Regions from separate parts of the Mus musculus genome. Here regions 2, 3 and 4 are each linked to region 1. The links are chromatin contacts, called in public HiChIP or PLAC-seq and promoter capture Hi-C maps. All regions are on one chromosome and are shown on one strand. The core of a region is the stretch at or near the end of the contact, and the rest is flanking DNA. Distances in the headings are between cores, read along the strand shown.

Region 1 (2,879 bases), core at 203-2,702:
TCTCCTCTTCCTCGTGTGACTCACTCAGCAAGAGCTTCTGCAAGGTTGTCCTCGGCAGCTCCATCGGCTTCATCAGTACCTTCCGCAGTGCTGGGCTTGATGGATCTGCCAGGAACGCAAATAAGCTTATCTGGTCTTTCTGGGAAAACACAAACTCCAGTCCCATGGTTAGCAGAGGGACTGAACCCTTCCAGGTGAGATCTATAGGGTCTCTCAAATAGACCAAGGGCAAAGGAGTTATTCTTGGCAGCATAGCCCCTCCGTGTTTCTATGATGGAGAGAGACCCTATTTGTCAACATTTTAAAAATGTATCCTGGGGTAAAGTTCCCATGATGTTACATTTTTACAATACTTTCTTCAACCCCAAAGCTTCTCCCCAGATCCTATTCCTTGTTGGTTTTGAAAGCATCATGGATTGACACTGGACCTAATAGGGTAAGACCCAGAACAGCAGGCTGGCTTATAAAATCCCAGGTTACTATGGCTGATCTCTTAATAAGCAACTAAGTCTTGAGTTGTTCCACACTCAGGCCCCTGTGAAAACTCAAGCCTCTGCCCAGGACATTGAAGGGAGTCTCAGAGACCAGGCACATTTGGACTTCCTAACTTTGATGCATACTTAGGGGTCAGAACTCATGATGGAAGTGAGGCTGTAACTGGACGAGAATCGGCACCACTAAGACATAAAGATAGCAAGAGCAGAGATGGGAACAGGAAGGTCTTTCCTAGATCTATAACCTAGGACTCGGTCATCCTGGGCAGGATCCCATGTCCTGAGCACTTGAGAAGCCGGATATTATAGGGGTGTTGGGGGCTAAAAATCTCTGTCCACCTATTTGCAGGGGTTCTCCTAATCCAGAGACCTCATGGTTTGAAGGATAAAAGAACTGGGTGACCCAAGAATGGCAGAGGGCCATTTTTCCAATCCATTTTTCCAATCTACCCTGTCAATTAAAATACTTGACCATCCTCTCCTCCCCCCCCCCCCGCCCCTTCCCTCCCCCTGAACAAGGTCTCTCACAGCCTGGAGCACAGGGCTTTAGCCAGGTTGCTGGCCTCGGGGATTAGCCTGTCTGCCTCTCCCTAGAACTGGTATTATAAGTGCACAGGCCTCCAAGCCAGACATTTTTACTGGCTTCAGGACCCCATTCTTGTGAGGGTTAGCATTTTACTGCCTGAGTTTTTTCTTAGCCCTCTTAGCAGTCTCAACAGTGCAACCCAGCTCTCCAGACTCACGGGGAATCTCTCACCCCTCATTAAAGTTCTTAGTGCTCCTGGCACCTTGGCCCTTTGCTGGGTGCAGTGTCCCTGGAAAGATCGGCCCTGGTCAGCGGCAGGCAAGTCCACTATAGGAGGGCGGTGGGAAGCAGGCAGACCAGAGCCAGCTGGGTCAGCGCCGGCCTGGGCGGGGCAGACAGAGGCCGGTGGGGGCGGATCCGACCTGAGGCCTCTGAGCCCGGCCCTGTCACCTGTGGGCTTGGTTCAGCTCCGGGAAGGCGCCCAGCTCCTCCCTCTCTGGGAGTCTGAACATCCGTGGGAGTGGGCTGCGGACAGCTGCATGTAGTGTCCCCACTTTGGGTTCTGCTGGGAAACTGCTCCCGGGTGCTTTGGGAGAGTTCTTTTTTTTTTCCCGTGAAGAGAGTTTCTCGGACTTTTCAACTAGCTCCCTCCGCAGCAGTAGGAAGAACCCGGTGGAGGTGAGCTCTTACTGGCTGTGACAGCTGAAGGCTGCTCCCAACACAGAGCTGAGGAAAGCCCCTGCTCCCACCTGTAGCCGAGACAGCCAAGAAGACCTGCTTAACCAAGACCAGACTCTTGTAAGTTTGGACGGGGAGAGGCTGAAAGGGCAGGGGGATGCCTGTTCTAAGAAAACTGGGTAAGGTGACTTGCTAGCAAGACTCCCTCTAGGGCAGTGTTTCCAGTCCAGCAGGAATCTTTCCTTCCAGCCCGTTTGTGTACAGTTAACAATGGTAGAGCCCAGCTCTGCCTTACACTCTTTCTTCTTCCTCCTGGAGGTCGTCTGTCTCAGGAGTTCAAGGTCAGCTGTTGAACACTAGGCCAATTTGGGAGAATACTTTTTCAGCTAATGCACATACTCAGAATCTGTCGTCTCCCTTTTCTGTCTGCCTCTGTCCCTGTGCACATAGAGGGTTTTCGCTTTCTCTATCTTCCCAACTCCCCCCTCCTCACCCCACCCCCACCTTTAAGTGTATTTTCCCTATACAATATTTTTATTAATTCTTTGGAAATTTTATATATGCAAACAATGTATTTGGATCATTCATAGTCACTTCCACTCTGTCCCTTAATCCCACCTAAATCCACTTCACCATGGCACTCCTCCTTCCCAACATCAAGTTGGTTTTTATTTTTTGTTTGTTTTGTTTTGTTTTGTTTTTAAATAATCCATGGAGTCCGATTGTGCTGCCCACATAACATGTGTTAGAGCCCTCCACTGAAGCATGGTCCATCTAGTAGGGCCACACCCCTACTACCTTGTCCTGGACTTGAAGTCATCAGCTGTTGTTAGCTCCACTGCAAGGGGGTGGGGGCCAGTGAGCCCCTCCTCCTACTTTCTAGGAATCTCAAGAATTCTGGAAAAGTAAGCTCTTTTTCTAACAAGTGCTATGCTTACTTGCAGTCCATCCTCCTCCTTTTCCTCCTCCTCCTCCTCTTCCTCCTCCTCTTCTCTCTCTCTCCATCACCTGTTCCTTTGTTTCCTTTAGTTCCTTACTTAGTTCAGTACTAAGTCCCTCAAAAGTATATTCAAGAATACACTAAAAGAGAAGGGTAGTCCTTCCTGTGACACTCTAAAAGGAGGATTGATTTTCAAAACCACAGAAGTCAATCTTCTGTGTTGAGTCCAATATCACCACTT
Region 2 (2,879 bases), core at 142-2,641, 960 kb after region 1:
TTTATTTTTGTTCATGTAAATAAAAGTCACTTTTATAAGAACTCTCAGAGTTTTGAGTGTTTTGGTTCTTCCTACCCCCCCCCCCTCCGACTCACCAACCCATCATACTCAGTATTCCTCAACTGTCCTGACCGGTAGCTAATATCTAGAGGGTAAGGAAACAGGCACCTTCTACAGGCATGAAGGAAGTGTAAGAGACAGGAGCTCAACTCATTGCTTTGGATGCTCTGCTGGCTCAAAGTACATTTTGTCTCCTTTCACAGGCAGACAAAGAAAGGATGGAATCCAGAAACATCAAAGTGGTGAACAGTCTTCCTTCAAATACCCACCTCATGTTCAGACATAACTAGGGAGTCAGGCTTGTGCTTTGACTGCCATTGTACTGGTCTCAGAACCATGTCTCTAAAATTTCACCATTCACAAGGCAGAGGCAGGAGGATGGCGAGTTTGAAGAAAACCCGGGCTGCTTAGTGAGACCTGTCTCAAAACCCAACAAGCCAAACAATAAAACTGGATTCCCATGATAGGCACTGGCCACAACTTAAGGTTTAAAGAAGGAAGATGGACACATTTTAAAAGGCTAAAAATTTTAAAGAGTATTCCAAGTGAGCACGAAAGTGTGGCTGGAGAGAACATGTTGGGATGAAAAAGACCACATTCCTGTGTCCGTGTAAGGGCACGGAATAGACTGCGTCAAGACTGCAAACACTTGAGTTTCTCTCAGTAGGTTGCCGTTTTCAGGTGACTCCAGGATCAGCATCAGGTAGTGCTGTCACGATCAGCAGAACAAAGGTCTCATTCTGAATGGTGGCGAACCTATGTAAACGCCCAAGTCTAAGATGGGCCATTTCCCAGTGCCATCTTGTTTTCAGGTTCATTGGAGTTTCTGTGTGTTAGAGGCCACCCTATGTCCTTGCATCACCAAGGGTGCAAACCCAAATGCAGAGTGACCTTGAGCATCCTTCAAATTCCGGGTGGTGCAGCTTCCCGCCCTGCCGTGAGCAAGTCTCTTCTGGAGTTGCAGGTTCTCAGAAAGGCCTTTCCCGAACCCTCCCCTACCTCAAGTCCTCTCCCTACAAACAGCAGGGCCAGGAGGAGCAGCCTTGAGGCTGCCGGGTCTACGCGGGCACTCTAACCGTCGCTACCTCGAGCGGGACGCGCTCCCTCACTGCCCCACCTTCGCGCACACTGTGGGGGGCCACTCCGCCAAAGCAGGTTTGGGATGCCAGCCGCATGGGCCGAGGATGCTCGGTGCCCGCCGCCGATGGGAGGCAGCGTGAGCCCGAAAGAGCCGGGAGGGATCGCGGTGGCAGCGCTCGAGCGCAGCCTCCTCCCGCTCCCACAATGCACAGGGCGGCGGCGGCGGCGGCGGCGGCATCGCGCGCCGCGGAGGAGACAGAGGAGGCTACAGAGACCAGGCCTCTAAGGAGGCGAAGCGGCTGAGGAAACTGAGGGAGCGAGGGGGCGCTGAGGACGCGAGGCGACTGAAGAGACCGCAAGGGCTGTGTGTGTGGACCAGGCGGCTTGGGGAGACTGAGGCGGCGACGGCCGCGGAGGCTGGTACCCGAGTCCCCCGAGCACGCGCCTCGGGCTCACGCGGCCGCCGAGCCCTGGAGGTGATGACTGTCAGGCTCCCGCCCGCCGCTAGCGCCTGACGCGCCCCGCCCCGGCCCGCCCGGGCCCGCCCGCCAGCTTGGCCCGCCCTGCCCGGCCCGGCCCTTCCCCTGCTCCCCGCCCGCCACCGTTTCACCCGCGCGGGCGGCCGCCACGCGAGCTGCGGCCTCCGCCTAGGCGGGGGGCGTCGGCGCTGGGCCCGCCATGGCCGCGTCCGAGCTCTACACCAAGGTAACGCGCGCCGCAGAGCCTTGTCCTGGGGAGGGGTCGCGCGGCCGGGACCGTGGCTGTAGGACCGGCAGGTTCCACCGGACTGCACCCCACTGCCCGGCTGTACCTCCTTGCCCGGCTGTACCTCCCTGCTCTGCCTCCCGAGCCCATTTCGGATGGGATGCTCTTGGGCAGATGCTCGGGCCGCTCTCCCGGGACTCGTGCTTAAAATAACGTCCTGTGCCGGTATGCGCCAGGCAGCAGCCTCTCGGGGAGATTATTTCGGATTCTGCAGTTATGGCCAGTCCGCTTTCACCTTTAGCTGCCGGGTTCTTGCCATTTGCCCTGGGGTGCGGAGCCTGTGGGAAGATGCAGCCCGGAGATGGCGAGCTTATTCTTAGGCTTCTTGGTGCCTGGGAGTTTGCAACCTGCGCGTTATCCCCGAGAGCCTCGTTAGCTCTGTGTCCTCACCCTCCTTTCCGGCGAGCCTTTCCCTTTTGGTCTTCATTTAGGGGAAGTGGCAGCCTTTTCAATCTTAAACCGACGCCCATATTCTCAGGGTCTGGTAATCTCTGAATGGCGTATTTTGGAGAGACTGTTTAGAAAATCTGTGTTGGGCAGTGTGTGGTGTATGCATTCATGGTATCTTATGTTACGGTTTCAATGGATGTTTTGCCAGCTAATGATTATTAAAATTACCTCTAATTCCACTCAACAGAATTGCCTTAACTTTTCAAGTTCATGTTTTTACATTTTTACCAGAATCTCTTTCTTCCCGTCTCTCTCTGTCTCTGCCTTTGTCTCCCTCTCAGGCACGGAGATTGAATGTAAGGGCCTCATGCATACTAGGTAAACCCTTTACAACTGAGCTATATATAGATAGCCCCAGCTTTCTGGACTCTTCTTTTAGCAGTTTGGAATCATCTCTTGCACACGTGACATCAATAAGCCCAGAGCCCAAATTGCAGCCTTGAGGAAAGAAATCTGTACCTTTCCACCCAACTGTGTGACATTTGGCAAACTACATAACCTCTCTGGTTCAGGTTTCTTACTTG
Region 3 (2,879 bases), core at 212-2,711, 930 kb after region 1:
AAACCCTTTTATCTTAAATTGTTACTTGGCTGGTTAACCCTTTCCTTCCTTCTCCAACAAGAACTCTTAATCGTTTTGTTTTTCAAACTGAAGTATCAGTCAAGACTTCCTGTCTGAAATTCTGCACATGCTGGGGTTTTGGGTTTGCTTGGCCTTTGTAATTGTTATTGTTGTTGTCTTGTTTTAGTTTACTTTTGACACGGGGCCTCACATAGCCCAGGCTAGCCTCAAACTCAAGCTGAGGATAACTTTGAACTTCTTGATCCTTCTGCCTCTACCTCCCCAGTCCTAGGACTTCAAGCATTGCACCACTATACTTGTTTAATCTGCTGCTTGGAGTCAAACGCAGGGACAGTCATTCCAGGCAACCCATCCATCTGCTACTGAGCCAACTTCCAAGCTCTCTCTCTCTCTCTCTCTCTCTCTCTCTGTGTGTGTGTGTGTGAGAGAGAGAGAGAGAGAGAGAGAGAGAGAGAGAGAGAGAGAGAGAGAGAGAGATTGAATGCAGGGACTTGCCCGTGCTAAGCAAACTCTCTACCACTGTGCCAGGGCCTCACTAAATCCCCCAGGGTGGCCTTTGATTTACTCTATAACCTAAGCATACATAAACTTGCCACACTTCCGCTTCAGCCTCCCAGACAGCTGGGATTACAGTCCTATGCCAGAGGGCTCAGCTTTGATTTTGATGTCTTCCACATTCCATATCCAATGACTCTGAGGTTTTGATTGTTCTCCTGTCTTCCAGAACTGCTTGCATTGCCTTCTGATTCTTACTAGTTAACTATATAAGTCTGCCTTAGCCCCAGATTTCTAAGGGACATTTCCTTGGAACCAAATGTGCCAGCAGCTATAAGATGCTTAGTAGAATGACGAATAAATATGAAGCTACGGACTTGACAGTTAAGAAAATCATTGCTTTGAAAATCAATGTTTTGAGCTGACTGCCGTGGGAGAGCAAGGAATGGAAGCTGAATTGATTTATCAGTGATTTATTGCATGGGAAATATCAAGGTCTGGGAGTAAAATATTGACTTCTTCCCTGCTGTGGCTAACATGAAGAGGAATGGTGACATTACTAAAGTAATCACAATTCCTGTGTAATGGTGCTGTGCTTGTTGTAGAACTCTCCGGAGCAGTGGTAGCTTGAAGAGGTTGATCTAAGAAGAAAAGGTGGCGCTGAGGCAAGGTTAGAGAACAGAGGAAGTAAAGATGGATGGGGTTAAACTGAAGCAGAGGTACTGCCAAGCAAGCAGAGGACTAAATAGGAGGTCAGGGTTGTCTGGAAAGGCGGGGGAAGTGGAGGGGAGGGGGAACACAGCGCCACAGACCAACTACAATTCCCAGGAAGCACTGTGCGCCCATGGACGGAAGTGAGGTGAGGCGCGAGCCGCAACCTTTGAGGGAAAGAGGAAGTGCTCGGGCGTCGCAGGGCCGGAGGCGCGGGGATAGGTAGGTAAGGGCGCGGCGCGGGAGCCTGGCGGGCCTGGGCTGCGGGAGCTACGGCGGGCGGGAGCCCGGGGCCCGTGTCGTCACAAGGCGGCGGTAGCCGCCGGCCCGGCGGGCAGCGGGGCAGGCAGAAGGTGGCGGGCGGTCTTGCCTCCCGGTAATCTGTCTTCTCCCGGCGTCTCTTCTGCAGAAGGAGCACCATGTCCGCGGAAGTCCCCGAGGCAGCGTCTGCGGAGGAGCAAAAGGTGAGTGTGCCGGAGGACCCGGGGAACCCTCGAGACCCGCGGGATCCGCGGGACCTGGTGTGGCGGGAACCTTGGCTGGCGGGCCCGCGGGAGCGAGGGCGGCCTGGAGCCCTCCGCCGACGGCTCCTCCCGCAACCGGGGAGGGCCCTGGCGAGTGGAAAGGAACCGATCCGCTCCCGAGCCTCGGTGTAGCACCCAAGTGTACCAGGCAGCTAGGACTCCGGCCCATGTTAGGGACCCAGGTTCTGTAGTGGGCTTTGATTTGCTCAGGACGTTGTCCCTCCGGAAGCGCTCGGGCCACTTGTGAGCTTGCAGGGAACTCTTTAAGGTGGTGTCTCCATTCAGGCAGCGATGCAGGGCTCGGTTATTAGGGTTGTGAGTTGTGTGGCCTCGTGATCTCTTTCCTGAACCCTTTGGGCTTCAGTCTTCTTATCGGTAAAGTCCCGGTAATAGTACCTACGTCCCGCGACGGCTGTGAGGCCCAAACGAAAAACCCAGCACAACTTCTGCTCAAAAAAAAAAAAAAAAAAAAAAGCTAGCTGATGGGCTTTGCATGTGGCACTTGACTAAAAATCGAGAATTGGAGCTTTAGGAAATTTCACTACCTTAGATATTTCTCGAATCATGGGGATATATTTGTCAGCTCATTTGTATGTCTCTGTTGAAGGGAAATGTGCTAGCAGCACACCTACGAGTTTGAGGCCTGTATGCTTATGTAGTGCCTGCCCATTCCGTCGTAATTATTATGATGCTTTGACTTCCAGGGTACATGGAGTCAGTTAGCTAACAAAGGAGAAAAGTCATGAGTTCCCAACAATTTTTCTTTAAAAACAAACAAAAAATCCCAAATTGGGCCTTTAATCCCAGTACTCAGGCAGAAGCTAGAGGAATTTTGTGAGTCCCAGGCCAGCTGGAAGTACATAATGAAATCCTGTCTCAAAATTTATTAATTGATTGATAATTAATACCAAACTGCTTTACTGTATATGGAATTTGGTCTAATGTTTAAACGTAATCCTTATACTAATGTTGCACTGTAGATTAGTGGGTTTTGCTCATTCCATATATTCTAATCATGTCAACTTACCCTTTATTATTTCTTCCATTGTCATAGTTCTCTTCTGATAGTAATTGTAAGTTAACTGGCGAAAAGAAGGAAAACAAGGATAATAAAAACAGTAGGCAGTT
Region 4 (2,879 bases), core at 274-2,773, 840 kb after region 1:
ACATGTCTAATCATCTAGAAAATATCACCTTTTCACAACCTAAATTTCATATATTTGATCTGAAGCAAACAAGTGATGATAATGATAATGACAATGACCATGGCTGGAGAGATGGCTCTGCAGTGAAAAGAGTTTGTAGAGGACCTGTATTCTGTCCCCAGCTTACAACTCTAGTGCCAGGAGATCCGACGCCCTCTTCTGGCTTTTAGATGAACTGCATGCATGTAGTACACAGATAAACACACAACTACCCATACATATAAGTACCGTTATTTTATTTTTAGGGTCTTGTGCATGCTAGGCAAGCACTTTACCACTGATCAGTAGTCCAAGCCTCACACATACATGAAAAATAAAATCTTTACATTATCATCATCATCATCAACAACAATAAATAAAATTGCCAATCTTGTGCTTTACAAAAACTGTGGGTTAAAAAAATAACCCTCTAAAAATGTAGAAACGGAAAACTATAGAGAGAGTCGACCACAGATGATCTTAGTCCTTCCTGTTGTGATTCTCATATGCAAAAAGAAAAAAAAAAGGTTCTTAAAAAAGCATGTTTTTTTCCCAATGAAACTAGACCCTTGCAATTTTGTACTTCTTCATTTGGGTTTGCCTATAAACTGAGTGGCTAATAGCTGCAACCCTTGTTGCTTTTTTTAGCTACAGCAATTCTTGACATCTGTTTGTGTTTAAATGATGACACAACATCAGAACACGCCGTGTCATCGTGTCACATTGTTATAGCACAACAAGAAAATTACAGCTCCCCAACAATAACATGGTGTCAGAAGTGTCCGCTTGGCGGTGAGTCAGTGCTCTAGAAGTTACAAGCTATTTTTAGCTCATCCAGTGCTTCTGAAGCTTGGGTTCTTAAGTCCTAGAGATGCAGAAAATCTAGGGGTGCAGTGGGAACAGGCCTTCCTTGGTTTCCAAGTACCCTTCTCTGGAAGGTATGGCTCCCCACCTTCCTGTCCTGGCCACATCAAACACGGATTCCATTGGGAAATTGCATGCATTTAAGGCTGGATTCCCAGTTCTTTTGCGCCAGGCCAGCATCCCTGTGGAGGAGTAGAAACTATAATTATCTTCCCGTCTGGGGTAAGCCCTAGGTTGACATCTCCCAGGTGACCCCAATGCACCCGGAGCGCAGTTCCTTGGCTGCTTAGGCGCGCGGTGCAGGCAGTCCCTGCGGGTCCCTGGGTCCTCTGAGACCCTTATCCGGGAAGACCGGTCCCCAATCTCCAACTCCAGGACGCGCGGCGGCGTTGCCATAACAACCGGCGCGCGCAGCCTCAGCGGAGGAAGTGACGAGAGTGGGTTGGCTGTTGTTGGGACACGTGACCAGGGTAGTGTTTTGACAGGGCAAACAGTGAGAGAAAGAGTAAAGAGCGAGCGAGCGAGGCGGGCAGGCAGCGGGGACGGTGGATGCGCGGGCGCAGCGTCTCGGCGTCTCGGCGTCTCGGCGGCCGCGGGGTAGATGCGCGCTGCGCTCGGGGAGGCGTGGCTCGGAGCACGGAGTGTGATGTGAGCGGCCGGGCGGCCGCAGAGAGCAGTGCCGGGAGGAGGAGCGAGGGGTCCCGGAGGGCGGCGAGCGGGCGGGCCATGGGAGCCGTTCCCGGGTGGGTTGAGCCACGCGTGGGTCGGCGCGGCTGAGGACATGCCCAGACTCTGCTGCTGACCGGCTCCGGCTGGAACCCGGCTACTGAAGCCTCGGAGGGGCTAGCCAGAGGGGATCCCCCGCAGGTGAGGCCCGGGGGGCTGCGGGGGCTGCTGCGCCCGAGCCCCTGCGGGGGTGCCTCGGTGCCCAGAGGCTACTGGACCGAGGGCTGCCTTAGCTCCTGTGGCCCGACTCTTCCTCCTCTGTGCCTGTACCTCCAGGGCATAAATAGATCCTGCTGGTGCTTCCGAGACGCTGTGTCAGAGGAGGACACCTTGGCCTGGAGAGCCCAGGGGCGGGGAACAGGGGTGCTAGGCCCGAGGACGCCGGGGGAGGCGGTGCGCAGACTTGAGCTGCTTTTTTTCGCCTTTCCTTCAGACCTGCCCAGGGTTCTGTCACCGCAGGTCTGCACCAGGAAGAGGCCCAACTTAGTAGTTTTCTTGCAAGATCCGGGGGAATTAAGACCCGTCTTTCTTTTTCTTTCTTATTTTTTTTTTTTTATGTTTATTTTGCTCTCTTAGCGTTTGGAAAACGAAGCAGAAGCCGTTGAGTCAGCCGTGTGCCGGTTGGAAGAACCCACACCTGTGTTTTACAGCACTTTGGGTGGAAATTGGATGCCAAAATGAAGCCAGACCGAGGTAAATGATTTATTTAAGTAGAGCTTGAGTTGTGTTTTGTTTCTCTGTCTCCTTCGGTGTTAACCTAATTTTCCGCAGGATCAACCATTCCTGTGTCAGACGTGACGAACTGTCTCTCTGAAGATACCAGACGCTGAGGGGAAAAAAAAGATGGACTTATGGAGTAGGTGGTTAAAGTCAGATGGGAAGGACCTGTTCTTAGAGAGTGTTTAGCAGGATGAAGGGGTCAAAGGAAGTGTTTGTTAGTGGCCACAGGCTTAGTATCCTTTTTAGTTGCAGTTCTTCAATTTTTTTAGGTGAAGTCAATCCAACTTCAGAAAAGTTTGTCAACTTTTGAAACTTGAGTTTGAACTTGATAAAAAGTAATATTTGTAGCCATTTGCATTTCATTCGCTGTTTGTTTGGGGTTTTTTTGGTGTGTTTTGTTTGTTTGTTGTTTGTTTTATAGATAGGGTTTTGTCAAGTTGTCTAGGCTGGCACAGGTCTTACCATGTAACCCAGGTAGGCCCAGAAGTCCCTAAGGATCCTTTTGCCTTCACCTGAAAAGCAGCATTACAGGCAATGTACCACTGTGGCCC

Evidence for each region. Promoter capture Hi-C pulls out the DNA fragments that hold promoters and counts their contacts. HiChIP or PLAC-seq counts read pairs in DNA pulled down with a chosen protein or histone mark.
Region 2: a contact with region 1 is called in a promoter capture Hi-C map of liver, with 3 times the contacts expected there. The contact joins the promoter of Myo5a here to the promoter of Wdr72 in region 1. A contact is called at or near these places in 2 of 39 promoter capture datasets (both in liver).
Region 3: an H3K4me3 HiChIP or PLAC-seq map of embryonic limb bud shows a contact between it and region 1, with 5 times the contacts expected there. The contact joins the promoter of Arpp19 here to the promoter of Wdr72 in region 1. A contact is called at or near these places in 1 of 39 promoter capture datasets (hippocampal neurons) and 2 of 115 datasets of contacts at active chromatin or transcription factors (embryonic limb bud and embryonic midbrain).
Region 4: an H3K4me3 HiChIP or PLAC-seq map of embryonic forebrain shows a contact between it and region 1, with 4 times the contacts expected there. The contact joins the promoter of Fam214a here to the promoter of Wdr72 in region 1. A contact is called at or near these places in 2 of 39 promoter capture datasets (cranial neural crest and hippocampal neurons) and 3 of 115 datasets of contacts at active chromatin or transcription factors (astrocytes, embryonic forebrain and embryonic stem cells).

The regions. Positions count from the first base shown.
Region 1 is chr9:74,108,882-74,111,760 of GRCm38.p6, forward strand. It overlaps Wdr72 (WD repeat domain 72), which reads left to right and starts at 1,453. Exons shown (of 20, transcript NM_001033500.3): 1 at 1,453-1,818. It overlaps Gm33407 (a long non-coding RNA gene), which reads right to left and starts at 1,403. Exons shown (of 4, transcript XR_379627.2): 1 at 1,252-1,403; 2 at 1-105.
Region 2 is chr9:75,069,815-75,072,693 of GRCm38.p6, forward strand. Myo5a (myosin VA) reads left to right here and starts at 1,392. Exons shown (of 41, transcript NM_010864.2): 1 at 1,392-1,845. The coding sequence starts at 1,819.
Region 3 is chr9:75,036,271-75,039,149 of GRCm38.p6, forward strand. It overlaps Arpp19 (cAMP-regulated phosphoprotein 19), which reads left to right and starts at 1,462. Exons shown (of 3, transcript NM_021548.4): 1 at 1,462-1,691. The coding sequence starts at 1,647. Gm51714 (a long non-coding RNA gene) reads right to left here. Exons shown (of 2, transcript XR_003948357.1): 1 at 2,297-2,879; 2 at 974-2,197.
Region 4 is chr9:74,951,530-74,954,408 of GRCm38.p6, forward strand. Fam214a (family with sequence similarity 214, member A) reads left to right here and starts at 1,524. Exons shown (of 13, transcript NM_001113283.1): 1 at 1,524-1,749; 2 at 2,185-2,301. The coding sequence starts at 2,286.